2 separate regions of the Gossypium hirsutum genome follow, and region 1 is linked to region 2. A link is a contact called in public Hi-C data. All regions are on one chromosome and are shown on one strand. The core of a region is the stretch at or near the end of the contact, and the rest is flanking DNA. Distances in the headings are between cores, read along the strand shown. Region 1 holds the start of LOC107910609. Region 2 holds the start of LOC107888831 (probable LRR receptor-like serine/threonine-protein kinase At1g06840).

Region 1 (6,816 bases), core at 2,294-4,793, 210 kb after region 2:
AGTCAAATTTGTATTTATGTAACAAAATATCATTTCCGAGACTAAGTAAATAATTTAATATAGTATAGTTACCTTGTAAAAATTTTGTATATTAAATTAAAGGTATATAATTGGACTAAATTCTTGAATTGGCGAAGTCAATTAGCTAACTATGCTGAATAATTTTTGTATTACGTGAATATGAATTGTAGAATATATTTATAGATGTGTTAATTAAATTCGGATATGGAGCGTACCACCCTATAGTTTGGATCCGTCGATTAGGTTAGGTATAAGGTGTTACACTTACAGGGAATGCATTCAAATCTTGGCTTTGTTAGCATTTTAATACTTGAGGAATTAGGATCATAAGTGCACATAAGTTAGATATTTTGGAAATTGAATTAAGAGCATTATATCATTATTGCATGACCATTTGAGAAAGTTGATTTCGATTGGCTACTCTTGCTCGTTTTGATTTTGAGTCTTAGCATGTTCTTTTATGTGTCATTGGTTATTTGGGTCGTGTCTCTTAGGTTAAATAATGTCATCACTCAAGACGAGTAATGAATTAAGTTTTGGGGTGTGACAACTCTAGGATATAGAGTTATTTTGTTATTCTTAAGCTTATATTTCAATCAAGTTAAGAATGATATAAAGTATTTTTGTAATTGTTTTAGTTATGTTTATGTTAAGTAGTTAACTTTTAAAGTTTTTATTTTAATAATATTTTTTTACCAAATTAGACACTAAAAATATGAAATTTTATTCTTGAAGGCGGCTAATAGAACATCAGAAAGGTGGAGAAAAGAATATGCTGAATTTCAACATCTGAAGCCTCAATGCTTTTATCGCAGCATCGAGTCTGAGGCTAACGGGAATAGATTGAGAAGCTCACACTTAAAGAATACAACATCAACTTTTGGGCTTAACCCATCTTTTAATCAAGTGTTGATAATGACCAAGAATAAAAAAGAATAGGCTATGTGAAAATGTAAAGGCCCAAAACACTCCCAAGAGGACAAAAAAATAGAATAGGAAAGGGAGTTGACCTAGTCCACAATCTTTTGGGGAGATATAAATATCATACTTTGAGAAAAAAAAAGAGGAGAGCCGTCTGGTACATAACGTAATATCAGTTTTCAGAAGGAAGCAAGTTAGAGAAGAAAAAGATCCAAAGAGGAAGAAAGCGATAAAAATGTCTGGAGGAGAACCACCTCATTCGGCTCATCATCTCTTCACCTTTCTCTGTGACTTTTATTTCTTTTCCTTTGCTATTTTGAACCATGGCTCAGTTTTGCTTGATTGTTGTTAATTTGATGATTATGGGCTTTAGCCCATAATATGAGATTATTGGTACTTTGTTAAAGATGCTTGTTAATCTAAAAAGGTTGTGATTAATGGATGTAAAACTTGAATGGTGCATGTTTAATTTCTTTGATTTTAAATGTGTAATGATATAGACATATATTGTTACCGTGCATGATCTTGTAGAAATGGTGCTTGCAATTGTAATCTTGACATTAATTTGGAATAAACATATGTTATTAAGGATTGAACATAGTGGCTTTGAAAGAAGCTTATAAACTGTTAATTTCGGATTAATAAATCGTCATAATGTTGCAACATTGCTACAACACCACTACTAGTAGTTGCATATTAGGGGAAATAATTATTCTGGTTTTTCAATTCATTACTTAATTTGTGTTTTTCTTTTCAATTGCTTTACATCTTCTTCTTTTTTTTTTGCATTCAATTAAATTTTGTATTTCCTTTCCAAGTTGCCATTTGTTAACTTCAAAATTTATGTTTTAAAATCAGTCCCTGTAGAGACGATAACTTTAGTATTTACTACTATATTACTTGCTAGCGATTGTGTACACTTGCACACTATAAGAAAATTCGTAACAGTTTCTATTGTCTTTTCATGTTAATGAATTGAAATAGAAGCATACACAAATTAGTTGCAACAACGATTATAATTGAATCCCAATGTCTCCAAATGACTACTAAATTGTTAGAAGACGTAAATACAAGTCAATAGCTCCACATTGAATTCAAGAAAAAAGTTTGTAAAGTTAATTACACAAAAATGTAATCTTTTCATTGATATTCTCTTTGTTCTTCATACACATACTTGAGCAACCATTTCTTTTATTCTTTTCAAGTGTTGTATTGCTATTAAGTTAGTTTTATCATTGTAATTTCTTCCTTTGAGAGGTGTCTTTAATCATTGTTCTTACTTTTCATTTTTGTAAGGGATTGTTTAAGGTTTTTGGGTAGAAAATCTGAAAGGAAATGACTTTATCTTGCTTAGTGAAAAGATAGGGTTTTGTAAATGTTAAACATTGTCCTTGAAAGGTTCAAATATAGTGAACTTGGAATATCCTTAGTTGTGGTAAACTTAGGTAATGGAGGTAGACAATTGGGGACGAACCACTATACATTCTTAAGTCTTCTTTGTTTGTCATATTTCTTTATAGTTTTTAAAACACTAATTCACCTTTCTCTTGGTGATTATCGAGCTTAACAATAACAAACAGTTTTATAATGTAAATCTATCACTTAAAGAATTCTATACTTAATTTTTTTAATTTATCCAACAATACTTTAATTAAAAGATTAAATAATAGTATACACTAATAATATCTTATGATTGCTTAAAAATTCTACCTAGGTAAGGTACTAGAAGAATATAACTTGAGTTTTTATTATGAAAATATAACGATAAATTAACTCTTAATATTTACATCTTTTATCAATTTGACTGATTTTTTTGGTTAAAATTGACCATTAACCTTTTAAAAATAGTTAAATTTGATCATTGGTATTTTAAATTAATAGAAATACCGGATAAAACATTAAATTTTTAAACATGACAGCTCACCCATTATAATTTTTTGAATGTTTTATTTTTTGAAAATTTTTATAAATTTTAAATTAATTTACCGGCATGACATATAAGACAAAAAATTTCATGATAGCATAAAACTCTTTTTGAAAGATTAATAGTCAAATTGAACTTTATCAATTATTTTTTTAAATAAAATTACAGCTTAACAAGGTGGAAGCTTGGTGAACTTTGAGATTTGTTCTAAAAGCTTAGAATAAAAGTATGATGTTTTTTGGTATAACCATAAGTATCTTAATCCTTCGTAGCAATAATATTGATTTTAGGATTTAAATTTAGTGTAAATATTTAATAAAAAATTTAATTTCAATTTTTTTAACCACTTATTAATATTATTATTTTTAAATTATAATAATTATAAAATGATGATATTAAATTTTGTTTAACGATTTTTAATTTAAATAAAATTACGAAAATATAAATTTTATAATTAATTATTTGATATAACTCTTGTAATTAAGAGTAAGAAAGTTATCACATATAGTTATATATTTCAAATTTGTACTATACCTTATAATACAATTATTAAAGCATCAACTTCTTTTTTAATTTAAATTAAATAAGTTAGATTTCCTTGAAAATTTACCAGCCCACGTGGCAGACATTCAAATTCTGGTAATATATTCTATGTGTGAGAAAAGCTTAGGACTAAAGGAAGAGAAAAAAGAATTTTTTAATTTATTTTTTGGTTTTCAAATTTAGAATAAAGAAAAAGTTGAGTTTTTGAATTTTTGTTACACACTATGAAAGGCGTGTTTGGAAAATTCCTTATTTCAAACCTTCACGCTTTCTCGTTCAAAGTAAAAGCCAAACCAACAAATCTGCGACCAGCCGCCTGATCGTCACACCTACAGACCTACCGCCGGCCGAGGAGCTAGTCTTGAGTGTCGCTTCTCCTCCTCCTCCTCCGACGTCTTTGGAACTGGAACTTGTTAACCTTTAACAATAAAGACGAAGAGAGAGGTGAATTAGCCTTAAGTTTATATTCTTTTCTCTTTTTCCTTAGATTCTTATGAAGGAAAAAGTTGTATATGCGAAAGAGAGTTACCTACCAGAATCATAAAAAAATCAAGATATATGGGTTGATAGGCTGAATTTGGATCCTTGTTAAGCTACGTAGATCATCTCCATGGATTAGAGTTAGGGTTTTCACTTCTTACCCGAAAACTAAATTGAAGTTCTTTTCAAAATATGTTATAAATTGGAGTTGGATATGCTGCTGATTATGACTTTATAATATTTACTTAGCTGTTATTGGGTTTCATTCCTTCTGCCCTAATTAATTCTGAAATCATACTTTCTTCTTGTATCTCTTTCATGTTCCTATATTCAGTTATGTTTTTATTTTTGCGGCATTAATTGTTCTGTTCTGATATAGTGTTAGTTTTATGTCCGATTCTTCTGTTTTTAATGTCTAGTTGGCAATCGACAGGGATTAATTTTATGATATTGATTAGTTTTCAAGACATGATTTCTAGTTTGCGTGGTTTGATGTGTATGAACACGTTGCTGAGTACAACTTCTTTTCGGTTCAGATGCCAAACTTGTCTAAGGAAATAGAAAAACATGACACTGACTCTGGGCATCATCCGAGAGAAGATAGTGAATACGATAGGCTGGTTATTTCTAATGAACCTACCGCAGCTGGAGTGGACATCTTACAACCTCAACCACCCACAAGGAGTGAAACTTTTAGCTGGTGGATCAAAGCCTTCATCTTCTGCATTTTTGCTGTTATATTGATTCTTGTTTTTTTGAAATGGGGAGTTCCGTTTCTTTTCGAGAAGGTACTTACTGATTACCCATAGCTCTCTTCGCTTTCTGTCTCTCTATGTCCTCTATCTCTTAGAGTTTTGCTTATTACACAACTTTTGTTCGTTGTTTTTGTGTTTGTAATTCATGTCTTTGAGTTGTTTGACTAATTCCTGCAAAATGAAAATATGTACTTGGTTGTTAGTTTTTTCTAGGTGTCTTATTGAATGAATTTACCGTTTGCTTACACATCTGATCACCTGGTAACTTTAACATTCTTTGTCATAGACATGTTAAAATTTGCATTGAAGAAGCTACATTGTGATTGAGTGCACACAAGTTAAATCTTGTTGCGTAACTGTAGTACTATAATTATTTTAGCTAAACTGAAGTGGACAAAAGTTAAATTTTGTTGCTTAATTGTGGTACCATAATTATCCGAAAGGCCAGATTTTAACCAAAAAAATGAGCTCTAAAAACCAGCTGAGTTTTGTCTACACTTTCACTCTCAATATATGATTCAAAGAGGTACATAAGTCATCAATGTATTTTGAAAGTGAAAATCCTTTATTAAAATTCAATTTCTATGGAAAATTTAAAGTTGTCTAGAATTTTAGAAATCGGAAAACAAGGTTTCTCAAATAATGTCTTTTATCTGTTTTCCTTAATTATATCTAGAGCTAAAATATAGTTGAAAAATTCTAAAACAATATCCAAAACTAATTGGGCGTTAAAATTTTTAATATTTGGAACTACACTACGAACATTGCAATGAAATCTGTTTGGAAGAGTCAACGTCAAGTGATCTGTTGGAAACTAAAGACCAGCATCTGTGACATTTCAAACAATAATTAATATTAGATGGACTATGAACTAAGCTAAGAAAGGGATATTTATTGATACTTCTCAGAGGAAATGATGGTTTTCATTTGCCAGTTTAATTTGCATGGGAGTTTTGGATGTATACAACTCTCTTTATATGATTATATTTTTCATGATTTGGATGCTGTTTAAGATTGCATCCTTAAGCGTACTCATCATGTGATAACTGAAACTTTAGCATTTGATGAATTTTCAATTTAACTGTAGATTCTTTTCCCAATCATGCAATGGGAAGCAACGGCCTTTGGTCGCCCAGTTCTTGCAGTTGTGCTTGTTACTTCTCTTGCCTTGTTTCCTGTCCTCTTTATACCTTCGGGTCCCTCCATGTGGTTGGCTGGGATGATTTTTGGCTATGGTCTGGGGTTCCTCATAATTATGGTCGGAACAACCATCGGAATGGTCCTACCATATTTGATTGGACTGCTTTTCCGTGAGCGTATCCATGTAAGACTTCTACTTGGTTTCAGCTAATTTTAAATAGTTATTTTGGAAATTTGATCTTCATTCCTGCTGTCTATGATTTTTTCTTCTCTTGGATGGACAGCAATGGTTAAAGAAATGGCCCCAGACAGCTGCAATGGTTCGACTTGCAGGAGAAGGAAGCTGGTTCCATCAATTTAAAGTGGTCGCTCTCTTTAGAGTTTCACCGTTTCCTTACACAATTTTCAACTATGCAGTTGTGGTAACCAACATGAAGTTTTGGCCCTATTTATGTGGATCAATTGCTGGAATGATTCCAGAAGCTTTTATTTATATCTACAGGTATGCAATGTGATCAACTCATGTTAAATTTTTAGTACTCTGGTTCTAGGTTTAAGCTCTTTAGGAGCCCTTGAAATTTATTTCTTAATTTGTTGAAATGAGCCTGCTGTCCTTGACTCCTCGTACCTACAAATGAGTTCTAATATAGAATTTGGGCTTGCAATTGTCAATCAAGTGAACATAAAACTTGTTCCTTTTAGGGTGCTAAGTTAAGCAGGTGGTGTGCTTTATTGTAATTTGCTGATGCGCTTAAAATTATGACATTATTACTAACTACGATTGCACATTGCAACTTTGAAAACACACCCTCAAATACTGATTATTCTAGTTTTGCCATCACCCTATACCACCTTAATACCACAACTTTTAGGCGTCAATTAATTTAATCCTTATTAGGAGATCAGATTATAATTTATTAGGAGAAGTCTTAGGAGATTTTATTTATGGGTGAAAGTATCTGGTAGTTCCCTTTATTATAGAGATCGAATCAAATTAGTCCCTCTACTATTATATGGATCAATTAGTCCCTA
Region 2 (7,196 bases), core at 1,503-4,002:
GCCAGTATGGTTCATTTATTCCTGGCACTGTTTGATTGCGAGCTGTATGTTGTACCGCTTGACTATGGCCACAAAAGCATCTTTGAAGTCAAACTCCATCCCAACCTCTAAATGGTTGAAATGTAGAGATGAAGTCGCATACCCTGGTCTTCTATAAGGGAAGTCTGAGAATTCTAAAACCATCGCCAACAACAATATCGACCGTATGCATGTGGGGTGGGGATTTATACACTGTGAAACCCGGGTCATCCCATTGAGCGATGTCCACCATCTTTCAGTTCAGTAGGAATGGGATTCGATTTTGAAATCACTGCAATTTTTGCACCATCCGGTATGGCCTCCTCTACCATGTCATTATCTGTCACGCAATAATTTTCTACCTCTTCGTTATCAACCCTGTCTACAAATCCAAGGCGGGATGTGCCCTCGCCGGTTGAGGTTGTCAGGAGTAGACCATCCATTCTTATAAAGTTGATGTCAACCTCAAAATCACTTTTGTTTGGCCCACCCAGTAGCTTAATGACGTACCTGTGTGAGTGTTACTAGTGTTGAACATCAGTGTATCAAAGTTAAAATCAAACGCACTAACAGAATCTAGTGCGGATATGTCGTAGGCCCGGTGACCAAATAAACCTGACTGTCCCCTAAAATTGGCATCGATGAGCAAAACCGATAAATGCCTCTCCATTGATGATGATTACTACTAGTCTTGGTATGAGCTTTGCAGCAATGATGTGAATCCACCGCACAGCCGTGTGGTAAGACTTTCAATTTCTTGATCTGGTGTAGAATTTGGTGGACACAGTGCTATCAAGTTTAGGCCACATTCGTCCTCTTCGACGAAGTCAACATATAACTCTAGTACAAAATTCTTACTAGAACAATGGGATTTGGTCACCTATTCCAAATCGTTGTCCCTCTTGATCTCAAAGATGACATATCTAATGGGGTCATATAACAAGAGTTATCTACATTTGAGGCTCGAAATTCTTCTCTGAATGCCCACTTTGTGCCTAATTTTTGTCTGAAGCTCTTTCAATGTTAGGCCACAGTTGAATGCCAAATCTTTGGATTGCGCTGATACAAAAACGAGGCCAATTTCGATCTCACGAATTTAACCATTGTAATGGATAACAACTCTAACTCGTCTGCTCATCTTTGACAAAATAGTTTAACCCACATGTTTAAAATCGAGGAAATAGTAAAAAATATAGTTATCATCATCCAAAACCATAAACCTACACGTAACTTGACGAATTACCTTTGCTTCAACAACAACGTAGGAATGAAATTCAAGCTTGCACGACAATGTTGATTGCTAATGCCAAGTATCCTTTAACAACTTGCTTCAATTTTTGGTATGGAAAACTAAATGTTTGTATTACACTCTTTCTATAAAGCTTTTACATAGACGAACATGAAATTTGTGGGGTGGAAATGCTCCCCCGTAGGTGCGTTTTTCAAGAATCGTGAATTTCATCCCGGGTTGATGAAAACCCTAGAGAGAAAACACCCTCTGCAGGAGGCATTTTCCATTGGCATGTCAGACTTGCAGTGAAAATGCATCATGCTATAAGCGTTTTCTAGTTAGACATGTAGAGAGAAAACGCCCCTGCTGGAAGTGTTTTCATTATAATTTCAATCAAAAACGCCTGTTGCCAGAGGTGTTTTGTCTCTAGGGGTTTCAACCCCCAACCATGCTTGATTGCTAGTGCATTTAAGACCCTCCAACCCGAGATTTTCGGGGTAAATTTAATACATTACAAGTCAAGATTCTCGGGATTAAAAAATTATCCTTTTTACCTTGCCCATTCCCTATATAAATGCACTAATGCTAAATCTACTCACCCACATCTTTAAATTATTTTTTCTTACTTTTGAGTATTGAAATTTTCAGGTTTAAAGATTTATTTCTTTCGCTTTAAGTGAGGCATCATCTTATTTTTAAGTTATGTTAGGGTTCACGGTGATGTTGTGGAGTCGAGTGACCTACAAATTTCACCTGCCGTATGAGCATGGAGCCATCACTCAAGAATCCAAGATCGCAATGCAACTCGAGATCCAAGTTGACGGTGATTATATCATCTCAGGTTCAAGTGTAACTAAGGCTTCAAGTTTACAAAGTTTATACTGCCAAGGGATAGAGCATAACTTTGGCCCTAGTTGATGGTGGTTATGCTGGCATGACAATGATTTTTTCCATCATCAAAGGAGGATGCTATATACCTCCGGAATAGAAGTGCGAGGGAGGAAAACGCAATGGCACTTTAGTAAAATCAAGTAATTTTGTGGACATGGACAAAACAAATTACTTGTTTATATTAAAACGCCACTGCGTTTTTCTTCCTCGTAGTTCTATTTTGGTGGTTTATAGCAAGCTCCCCTGATCATGAGAAATTCATTGCCGTGCCCGCATAACCACTGTCAAATGGGGCCCCATTTATGCTCCATCCATTGATAGCACAACCTTTGTAAAATTGAATCTATAGTTACATTTCAACTAGAGACCGTATAGTTACCGTCAACTGGGACCTTGAGTTGCAATGCGATCCAACTTTTCGGGTGATGTCTCCATGCTCACATGCCAAATGAAATTCGTAACTCACTCAACTTTATGACACCATTGTAAATTCAAATATACCTTTAAACGGTAATAATGTCTATCTCAAGAGAAAAGATAAATATACAAACTTATAAGTTCAAACTATAAGAAAAAAAAAAGAAAAAAAAATTAGCAAGTGAAAAAGCATTTTCTTTTCAGTTTCCAAAGACGGCATAAGTCATACTTTCTCAATTGATTTTTTTATTGTATCCATTATGCGCACATGAATAAAATTGTAGGCACTCGAAATCAAAGCGTTGGTTTTCAAAGGTTGACAAATTCCCACCAAACTCTACTTGTGATTGTTGATCGGAGGGGAATTAGCATAGCAGCAGGTAAGAGAAAAAAGCGAAGTTGTTGACTTTATTTTATTCCCACCAAAGTCTACTTGTAAATGTTCGTCGGAAGCCGTTGATGACTGATTTGATTTCTGAAAATATGGATGAGCTGATTCAGTCAACAGCCATTCCTTTTTGTCACTTTCCTCTTTCCCTCTTCTCATCAATACTTTGATTGAAATTTGTTTTTGAAGTTGTGTGTCAACTTGGAGATGATTTGGAGAGGATGCATATTGGCCCTCAGCTTCTGCTGTTGTTGTCTCCTGCTCCTTGCTGCACCTGCACCTGCTCCCATTACCCATCCTTCCGAAGGTTTGAATTCCATATATCATTCTCGTTTCCACTTCTAATTAACACTACTAATCTGAACCTAAATCTTTACCATTTGCTGGATGAAGTATCTAACAATGATAGAAATGACTGGATTAGTAATATGAACTTTATTTCTTATTTAGAATTCAGGATATTGTTATTGGATAAGGGTGATGCATACTGCTTCTGCATCTACGCATGTTTTGGCGTGAAAATTTCGCTTTTTTGAAGCCCTATTTATCAATTTCCTTTATGGGTTGAAGTCAGAATATTTTTATATATAATTGCAGTTAGCGCATTACTAGCAGTGAAGAAGCAATTGGTTGATCCAAAGAACAATCTCAGAAATTGGGACAAAGGGGATCCTTGCACATCCAACTGGACTGGAATTCTATGTTTTCATAATCTTGGGAAGGATGGATATTTGCATGTTCAGGAACTGTACGTTTTCTCTTACCACTCTTTGCATTCTCTACATCGACTTGTGATAGGGTTGCTGCTCCACTTTTCAATCGTTTTTCATTTTGTTGATTCTGGAAAATTTTGCTGCTTGTCCTTAATGCTGTCTGCTATATATAATTATTGCAGTCAGCTACTAAATATGAATCTCTCTGGAACTTTAGCGCCTGAACTTGGCCAACTTTCTCACCTCAAAATACTGTGAGTTTGTTATATCTTAAATGTTTTTGATACATAATTTCCAGTAGAGCTAACTCCTTTTCTCTTTTTGTTTGTGGAAGAGATTTCATGTGGAATGAATTGACTGGTAGTATACCGAAGGAGATAGGACATATCTCTACCTTAAGACTCCTGTAAGTTGGATTTTTCTTATTCCTTCTTCTTCTTCAATAAAGAAATATGAGGTAATAATAAGTTTCTCAGCCTAAGATCAATTTTATATGGTGCAAAGATCCATTTAAAGTTGTTAAAATATATAAATGAAAGGCTCTTTGAGTTTGAAGATGAAGTGGTTGTCCAAAAATAAAGAGAAAAACATGATATTTGTTAGTTTTGACTTTCTATATGGCATTCTTTATGCAGACTCTTGAACGGAAACAAATTATATGGTTCTTTGCCAGATGAACTTGGCTACCTCTCAAATCTGAGTAGACTTCAACTAGATCAGAACAACATTTCTGGTCAAATACCGAAAACCTTTGCCAACATGAGCAGTGTGAGACACCTGTAAGTGAACCTGCAAGCTAAATGCCATTTCTACTTTACATGGACATAAACATTTAAATGTGTTTCACCTTGTTAATATTCACCATATGGATGAATAAAGCTGTACAAAGGTGAGAGAAATTCAAAGAAAAGAATTCTATACATTCTGAGTTAATTATCTCTAAGCTATATTATATATAGGCATAACTAGCTTAGCTGTTTAACTCATTTATAACTAACTAAACTAACTTGTATATTTCTACACAGCTTAAGTAGGAGACAAACAATTTTCTACTTGTTTTACATGCTGGTTTGTAATGTGCAGCCACCTCAACAACAACTCCCTTGCAGGCCAAATTCCTCCAGAGTTATCTCAGATATTCACTTTGCTTCACTTGTAAGTTCATATAACATAGGCTCTCATTCATATGCGTTTTTATTTTCTTTTGCATTGTTATCCATATTTATTTATTTGTTTTTGTAATCTGGTGAGTTATTGGTGATATAAAATTTTGATTGTTTTCAGGCTTTTGGATAATAATAACTTATCTGGATATCTTCCTCCAGAATTCTCGAACTTGCCAAATTTGCGCATTCTGTATTTTTCTTCCCTACAATCATCTTCCTCATTATGTGCTTTAGTTATTGACATTATCTTCCAGGTTTAATTTGTTTCTTTATTGATGTTATACCTTTTTTGTACCAAGCTAAGTGTTTGTCACCAAAATCTTAAGTGGCAAACTTTGATAAGGCATACATATTTCATTTTCTTATGTATGTGTTAGTTGTACTGGCATTAACTGTTTTCTTCATTTCTGCAGTCAGCTTGATAACAACGACTTCAGTGGATCTGTTATTCCAGCTTCTTACAGGAACTTTTCTAGATTAGTGAAATTGTGAGTGTTAGTAAACCTTTTACTTAATCCTAGTGAGGTATAAACGTTTAAGCTTTTAAAGGTAGTGATTGTTATGTCACTAATTAACTAAAAGGGTCATAAAGACCATGGACTTGCCATTGAGATAGAAATACATCAATCCCAGTGTTGAATATAATGTATACCTAATTAACTCTTCAATGTTTAATTCTGTCTAGATTTTCTATTTGATACCATGGAATAAACTGTACAAGCAATATGTTTTGGCACCAATCTGCTGAAGACTACTGATGCTTTTTTTTTTTTTATCTTTCTTCGTGTCTTTCAGAAGTCTCAGAAATTGCAGTTTGCAGGGAGCTGTTCCTGATCTTAGCAGGATCCCAAGCCTTAGCTATCTGTATGTCTGGGTTACTCTTTAAATTATTGTTTGTATTTAATATTTACCTTCATGGGCATGGCTGCTCTTTATGCAATAAAGCAAATTTTCATCTCATTGCAGCCACCAGACTTAACTCCTGTTCTTGTATCTGCATTCATGTGGCAGGGATCTCAGCCGGAACCATCTTGCTGGACCCATACCAGAAAATAAGCTTTCAGAGAATATGACAACCATGTAAGTGAAGTGCTAATTTAAACTTATCAAGCGTTCTGTTTCAATAAATAAATGAACTCCTATAAAATTTTACCTGTTCTGATCTGGATAATCTAATTGCCTCATGGTTAAACTGAATGATAAATTGATCTGTTGAAATTTGTACTATTACCTTCTGTTGATTATTCAATAAAAATGCAGTGAAGACCAATTCCCAGTAAGAGATGACTTCTTCGTATTGCAGTGATCTTTCAGATAACCAGCTAAAAGGATCTATCCCTGGAAGTTTCTCAGACCTTCATTCACTTCAGAAACTGTGAGAATCTATATCTAATATTTCCTGTTGTTGAATGATGCTTAAAATATCTATTACGATGCTCTTGGATTTCATGGATGAATATATTTGCTTAGTCTAGAATCTGAATGATAGTTTATTGCAGATCACTCAAGAATAATTTTCTGACAGGTCCTGTTCCTACCAACATTTGGCAGAACATGTCCTTCAGTACTAGCGCTAGACTTAAGCTGTAAGATCTGAAAGTAGTGAACTCACTTTTTATAAACCATTATATGTCTTTGAAAAGCTTTGTTTTCCTACACATTTAAGCACTGCTATTATGAAATAGAATGCATTGGTAATATTTTCCCTTTGTCTGCACCTCCAAAATGCAGAGATCTTAGAAACAATTCATTCTCAAGCATTCAAGGACATCTAAATCCTCCAGTGAATGTTACCTTGAGGTAAACTTCTTATTTTTTTGTTTCATGCATTAGCCTTGGTCAACAACTCGATTCAGAAAATTAACACTTAATGGTTATCATGTCCTTGGTTCAAGGAAGGATAGAGGGAGGGGGCAATGACCTCTTTTCCTTTCCAAAATTATTTATTAGACCATAAACTTTTCTTCAATTTTCTTATTAACATTTTTGAACTCTTTGATTAATCTTTGAGTGCATTCCAGTTATTTTACCACCTACATGCATAAATCTTCTGTGCAAATTCTGAATCATATTGTTGTGTATTCTACTAATCAATTTACACGCTATATACATATACATATACATAACGTCGCCTAAACTATGAACAATAAATGAATCAAAATCCCGAAGAATATGCCTAAGAATCTGTCATTACAGTGCTTTCACTTTGTCAACAATTAGCTATCACTGAATCATAGTCAACATCTACCGAGACACGAAGTTACCTCCAAGAAACAACAATATCCGAGTGGTACATCTCAAATGAGGAACCACCAAATCTGCATTGGAATTAACCTCAACTAGATGATTACGATGTCAATAAAGTAGGCCAT

What was found. Hi-C and Micro-C count contacts between places; a contact is called where the count stands out from the background.
Region 1: a Hi-C map of petal shows a contact between it and region 2, with 2.2 times the contacts expected there. The contact joins the promoter of LOC107910609 here to the promoter of LOC107888831 in region 2. A contact is called at or near these places in 2 of 34 Hi-C or Micro-C datasets (leaf and petal).

What each region holds. Positions count from the first base shown.
Region 1 is chrD02:28,399,806-28,406,621 of Gossypium_hirsutum_v2.1, forward strand. It overlaps LOC107910609, which reads left to right and starts at 3,544. Exons shown (of 5, transcript XM_016838515.2): 1 at 3,544-3,853; 2 at 4,426-4,677; 3 at 5,732-5,968; 4 at 6,069-6,286. The coding sequence starts at 4,426.
Region 2 is chrD02:28,193,460-28,200,655 of Gossypium_hirsutum_v2.1, forward strand. It overlaps LOC107888831 (probable LRR receptor-like serine/threonine-protein kinase At1g06840), which reads left to right and starts at 2,753. Exons shown (of 21, transcript XM_041088553.1): 1 at 2,753-2,937; 2 at 3,135-3,252; 3 at 3,543-3,693; 4 at 3,841-3,912; 5 at 3,993-4,064; 6 at 4,294-4,437; 7 at 4,742-4,813; 8 at 4,943-5,014; 9 at 5,238-5,312; 10 at 5,620-5,688; 11 at 5,836-5,904; 12 at 6,128-6,199; 13 at 6,324-6,410; 14 at 6,556-6,624. The coding sequence starts at 3,153.